Regions from separate parts of the Gossypium hirsutum genome. Here region 1 is linked to region 2. Evidence: chromatin contacts called from public Hi-C data. All regions are on one chromosome and are shown on one strand. The core of a region is the stretch at or near the end of the contact, and the rest is flanking DNA. Distances in the headings are between cores, read along the strand shown.

The links. A called contact is a pair of places that touch in the nucleus more often than the background predicts.
Region 1: a contact with region 2 is called in a Hi-C map of leaf, with 2.4 times the contacts expected there. The contact joins the promoter of LOC107896785 here to the enhancer-like site in region 2. A contact is called at or near these places in 7 of 34 Hi-C or Micro-C datasets (callus, leaf, petal and 1 more).

The regions. Positions count from the first base shown.
Region 1 is chrA10:81,720,786-81,724,341 of Gossypium_hirsutum_v2.1, reverse strand. It overlaps LOC107896785, which reads right to left and starts at 1,785. Exons shown (of 2, transcript XM_016822055.2): 1 at 1,499-1,785; 2 at 1-58. The coding sequence starts at 1,527.
Region 2 is chrA10:81,446,903-81,450,349 of Gossypium_hirsutum_v2.1, reverse strand. No RefSeq gene overlaps it. Among protein-coding and RNA genes, the nearest start is that of LOC107896791, 39 kb to the right of the region's middle. Within about 2 kb of position 1,744, at least 9 of the 9 cell types and tissues checked have an H3K27ac peak or open chromatin away from gene starts, as enhancers often do. A contact at or near this core is called in leaf, where this site is marked.

The sequences.
Region 1 (3,556 bases), core at 536-3,035, 270 kb before region 2:
CTTCGAAACAGTTTTCCATACGGTGGCCCTCTCCATTGCTCTTTGATACCAAGGCTTCCTATGGAAAATCAAGCAAAACTATAGCATCAAATCTTGAGCAAGACTTTTTTTGGAAAAACTGTTGAGGATGAAGACCAAAACGCCAAAATCGTAAAAAAGCCAATATCAAAACCACAATCAACTTTATAATTACTACTACGTATATCAAAGGAAAAGTTAAATTCATGCTTCTTTTTGGATACTTTCATATTCACTATACATATATATAGACATATATATATATTAAAATAATGTTGCTTCAATTTTTTTTTCCTTTTTGAAGTAACCATGCTCCGTAGATATTCAGATATCAGTATGGAATATGACCTCGAAGACCCTGTTAATGTCAGTCAAACTTAAAAAAAGTTTTTGAATATATATATTTATTCTTAGCTCGATTGGCATGGGTATTGTTGTTTATGCAAGAGGACATAAGTTTAAATATACTGAAGCGCATTATTTTCTTATTATTTATGAGTTGGGAAAGAGTTATGAATAATTCTAGATATTATGTCAAATAAAATAGATATGATCAGATCCTATAAAGATAAAATCTCGACAGTTTCTTAATTAGTGTTAAGAGAGATTATAGGTGTTAGATCAAAATTAGGACAATATCAATATACATTAGAATTGTTACTTGAACAAGACACCCTCTAGGACAATATATCTTCTTATATTTTCAGATTGCAACTTTTATTTTTTTTATTTTTTTATTTTTTGTAAAAAATAAATTGTAAATGATCTTAGCAACGATTTTTGGACGATCAAATGCATACTTTCTGATCAGGGTTTATGTATTTTCTTTTTGGTATTAAGGGTCTATGCTGTTCTTTAGTTACAAATTTACTATCTATATCTACACTTACTGTATAAATATCTCCTGAGTTGACGTCACCAATTAAATAAGTGAAAAAAATTAATATACCTTTTTTTTTTTTAATGATAATTAATATCATACCTAGTGTCGCATGATTTAGTATAAATATTACATAATGGATTTCAGGTAGGCAAGATTGGATTGGAATTTCTTACACAAGCCATAAGGCTCAAACCATTGACTTAACTTAGCTTATTGGATCAAATCAAGTAAAGATATAGGCCCACTAAGCAAAGCACTTAGTGGACAAATGTGCAAAAGAAAACTGCTGAGTCTGCAGATTTTGAACATTTCTTACTCAAATCAAAACTGCATGAAAATCAGGGGCATTTTAACTAACACCCTTGTATGCAAACTTGCCGAGCTGATCTCAACAAGTTTTCAAAATCAATTCAATTTGGGTAGAATTGGCAACACCATTCCTATCTATTCTATGAGCAACATTGTTCACAGCAAAAACAGACAATCGATACTAAAACAGGTGATAATTCATGAGAAATGTTTGAATTGATCCGAGCAATGTAGCAGCATTCGGATTACATGCAGAAAAGGAAAAAAGAAAGAGAGAAAAAGGTTTACCTTGTGTGAGAGTTCTTAGGATCTTGCATGAACAAAGCAAGGTGAAGAGCGATGAATGAAAGAGGTGAGCAAAGATGAGAAAACAGGGAATTTTCATCTGTGTGTTGAAAGAGAAAGAGGTGAAAAATACAAAAAAATAAAATAAAGGCTTTTTGGCCTTCAAGTTGAAGGGATGAGTCTGAAAGGCATGGGAGAGTTGGTAATGTGATGTGCCCTTCTTTTCTTTTCTTTATTACGAACACTCTTTGCTTTTCATTTGGCAGCCATGATTTCAACTGATTTCTTTCTCTTTTTCTTAAGAGAGAGAATCTCAATTTTTAAAGGCAAAGTTTCATTGTGACTACTTTTTAATGCAATTACTCTATTACCCCTTCATGCCACTTTACAACCTTGTAAAATTTGTGCTCCCTCTATTTTTAATATTTTTCGTCAAAATTTGTCAAATTAACATTATGACAATAGATGTATTGACAAAAAATAAACATATTAAATTAATAAATTTGACAGAAATTAATAATATATATAATGATTGAATTAAAAATTTTAAATTAGAACAGTAGGAGGATTGAATTTTTTAACCTTTAAAGTATAAGGACTAAATCTGAAATCCTGCATAAGTACAAGGACTAATATGACATTTTGACCCACGTCATATCAAGTTAAAGTTTGGATTGTGATCGAATTTTAAGACGAACATTGTATATTTACGTATAAAGGAGCTCTTAATTTTAATTTCTTTATGATTACAAGTGTTCTAATTTATAATATTGAAATATTATTCTTTTGATCCTTTACATTTGAAAACATTTTACGATCTAAAGTCAGTAAATGGTATACTTTAATCATTTTTAACCTTTTAACAAAATGGAATACTTATATTTTTGATCCCTCTCAAAAATTAATAATTTAATTTAAACTATTTTCATATAACTTTTTTTTTAGTTTTGATCGGATCACAGATAAAACAATTTCATATTAATCCAAAAGTGGGTTGTAAAGTAAATCATAATTATAAAGGAAGGGAGCATTCAGTATAATCATGTATAATTATAGCAAGTGAGAGATTGTTTTAGTTGAAGACATGCATGCATGGCCTTTGTTACCAGAAAACATAAATCAACTCTTTTTGGTTAGGTTTCATATTTCAACCTAACTATGAATTTTAGCAAATTGAGATCAACTATTTTCCAAGTTGAAGACCAATAATTTTGTTGTTTCCTTTCCATATTTCTTTTACATAAACAATGATTAAATATCCCAATTTTATTATTTTAAGTTCTAATTAACCGACCTACTATTAATATTATAAAAATAAAAAAATCAAATTTGAATATAATAAAAAATAATTAAAATGGATATTTATAGACAAAATAATAGACTTTTTTTATTATTTATTTATCATGTTCACTCTATGATTTATTTTTGAGATTCATAAGTACTATTTTCAACTACATTATCCCTCAAATTTAAACATGTATTTTTCCTTACTACTGCTTTTATAGTGTTGGTATGGATTTGACTTTGATTAGCCTTTTCATAGCAGTCTTTAATGGAGTATATATTGTAATATTGTAAAAGTATGAGCCTTAAAATTGAGATAAATTTTTATATGCCTAAAATCCACCAAAATGGTGGGCTTTGTTCTTTTATGGTAAGTAGTATATAGGTATTATATTATTAATTGTACTTTGTGAATAAGATATAGATTAATGTTAGAATGGACGGCCATGGCATCATGATTCAAATGTGGGTGGTGTTATATCAGAAACTCCAAAAGCTGCTGCAAAAGGGAGACATTATGATTGGGGATGTCTGGATTAATTACACATTCTCTTTCTACATCTTTCTTTATCAAACTCCATTAATTTATCTATCATTTTCTCATGCAAAATTGATCTATTATGTTCCAAAGAAGAATAATGTAATAGATTCATGTTGAAGTCAAAATTTGATGTGGAGGTGGCCATAAAATTATAAAATTTTAATATTAAAGTTTTGATTAAATCAAGGCACAAAGGAGAGCTTTACATGATGGAGTGGAGTGGAGTAGTTACTGGT
Region 2 (3,447 bases), core at 495-2,994:
TTTAACATCAAATTCAAACATCTTATATTCATTTGGAATCAATTTACATCCTCGATAAAATTACTATTTTGCCCCTAACTTTTCCATAAATTCCAGTTGTCCCTAGGCTCGGAAAATGAAATTTGTGCAATTTACTCCCTATTCCAAGCCTAACCGAAATTTCAATGTAGAATTTACAGCACATATTTTCTATAAAATTTAGAATTTTTTCTTTAATTTTCACAACTTTACATTTTAGTACCTAAACCATATTTTCATCAAAAATCACTTTGTAAAAATTATTTATCTATCAACAACCTTTCATTTTCTACCATAAATTTTAAATTTTTAGCATATTCATTCATAACCTGATTTCCATAAAATGTAGAATTTACAGCACATATTTTCTATCAAATTTAGAATTTTTCTTCAATTTTCACAACTTTACATTTTAGTACCTAAATCATGTTTTCATCAAAAATCACTTTGTAAAAGTTGTTTATCTATCAACAACTTTTCGTTTTCTACCATAAATTTTAAATTTTCAGCATATTCATCTATAACCTAATTTCCATACTTTGATAACTTTTCAAATTAATCCCCCAAATAGATAGATTAAGCTATCCCGATTTCAAAAATATCAAAATTACTAAAAACAGGACAAGAAAACTTACCCAATTTGGCCAAGAAAATTTCTTCTCTCTCTCCTAGGGTTTCCATGGAATATTTTGAGGAAGAAGATGATAAAAATGATTTTTATTTCTATTTAATTAATTTATCATCTTTAATAATTTTGATTTCTGATTTAGTCCTTAGCCTTTTTCTAATTTTCCATGGATGAATCATCCAAAAATATCTACTAACTTTTTATTAATGGCCTAATTACCATATAAGGACCTCAAGTTTCAAATTCCATAGCTATTTAATCTTCTAGCCACTAGAATTCAACTTTTGCATTTTATGCGATTTGGTCTTTCCCGTAATTAAGAACATTATCGGTAAAATTTTCTTATCAAAATTTTCACATAACATTTCTAACATAATATGGACCATGTAATAAAATAAAAATAAATTTTATTTTCGACTCGAATTTGTGATTCCGAAAGCATTATTCTGATTTCACTAAAATAGGTTGTTACAAACATCAGGGTCAGCACTATGAAAGGTGGTAACAGACTGAGCCAACCTGCCATAGAGTCACTCAAAGAAAATTTGGAAGAATTTTTAATTTAATATTATTCCCTTTCTCATGAGGGATTTTATTAATTTTCCTAGTGGCCTGAAAACTCCCTTCTTTACCCTCAATTATTTTCCCCGTATTCCAAGTCTTGCTAGCACCAGAATTTTGCAGTGGGGCCTTTTCCAAATTGACACCATCAGGTGATCCTTTTTCTTTAAAAGAAACAACAATATGCTCAGTGGGACTTAAGTCATCAGAATAATTGATAACCTGCACTTCAATCGACTTTGGCACCGAAGAAGCAGGTTTGGGAGTCAAAGCAGAATCCACATTTAAATTCGCCCCCTGGTCAACAAAAATAGGATTAGGACACGAAATATTAATGGGTGTTGAATTAAAATTAGAAGAATGTGTTTTATAAAAAACATTTCCATCCGTAGTCTTAAGAACAGAAACAGATGAGGACTTAGAAGAACTCCCTAGGTCTGTCGAAATATGGCTTGCGTTTGTGCAGATTGGGCCCACTCTATTAATGGCTTGGGACAGATTAATTCTGTTAGGATCGTTTATTTGCTTGCTAAAAGATGGATCTTCAGCTCCAATAACTGAAACCCCCACATCAGAAGACCAGCCCACTGACCCATTAACTCCTTGGTCAGCCAAAGGTAAATTAATAGACTCAACACCCCAAATTATCTCCTCCAAGCCGCATACTATTATTAAAATTAGGGCTACCCCGATATTTATGTCTTTGTTCTTCAACAAAATCTCCAGCCTTCAATCTCCCCTGAAAAGCGGCCAACTCTCCCTCAGCTCCCTTATTATGCTCTTTTTCCAAATCCTCCAAACCTTCCATATTAGCCGAAGCACCAAAATGGGAACCCAATTTGCCTTTTCCCTTAATATCCGCTCTAATTAGAATATCACTCCGAGGGTTTTGCTGATTTTTCCTCTCAACCACCATCCATGGTCTGTAATCCAAGAATTTTCCTCTTTTCCTCGTCTCCGTCGAAGTACCATTCTCCTGCTCCTTCTCTAGGCCAGAATCTGATTGCATCAAAGCACATAATTCCTTGGTATGGCCGTACTTCCCGCAAGAGAAGCAAATGGTCGGCAACGCTTCATATTAGACTCTCTGATTTCTGCCGTTCACGAGGGCTCGAGCAATCAAATGCTTGTCCAAGTTGATGCAGACAGCCATCCTGGCGAACCGGCCTCTAATCCTGCTATCGGTATTGAAATCCAACCGAACTAATTTCCTAATCGTACCTCCAATTTCTTCAATAATTTTCTTCTTGTATAAAAAACCTGGAAGACCTGGTAACCTTATCCATGCCAACACCATGCTCGGGTAAGGTTGTAAGGGGCTGAAATTTTTTGTCTAGGCTTGAACTATCAAATATTGACCATAAATCAGCCAAGGCCCTTGCGATAATACTTTAGTATAATCATCCGTGGATTGAAATTTAGCCAGATAATATCCATTCTAAATGTCTATGAGATGGAATGGCTTGGTAGGATTTCAAAGGCTACTAATTTGATTATTAAGGGCCCCGTACCCTATGTTTCTTCCAAGTAGTTTAATGACTACCGTGAGTTACATTTGTTGGAACAGTATTTTTTGAATCCTTTATGAGAAATCAATGTCAGGAATTCCTTTGACGATAGATCTGTGGATGTCTCATTCTATAAATTCAAGATCATCATCAGCATCGACACTAGGAGAACCCAACTCTTCTTTATCAATCGCTTCAGGATTAATCCCAGAAGTTTATCCTTCCAGGATATCTTTGGACTCGATCCAGATTCAACCATCACGTCAGTATCTTCCTCACCATTTCCTTCTTTAAAACAGCCTTTCTTTGTATTATGGTCCACATCCGCCCGAGACCCATCACCATCATCTATTACCAGACGAGAAGAATTGTTGCCAGAGTTCAGAGAGAATTATTCCATTTTACTCATGTTCTGAGCCCAATGTTTTTTCAATACAATTCCTATTATTTCCAATACCCCATAAATTAAAACAATACCCATCAAATCAGTTCGATCAAAATTTATAACCGTACCATTAAAATCAATTTCAGTTCATGTAAAATAAAATCAGACATTATTCTAAAATTCTACTGTAAACAAGCTTAAGAAACAATAAATAAATAAATAATACTTAATGAACCAAAAAAAATATTACCGAAAAGAAAATTAGAATTGCAAATCGCAATCTATTTCTGAATCCAAAACCAAATAAAAAAAATAGCAGCTCAAGCCACTAAATCTAAATAATCATA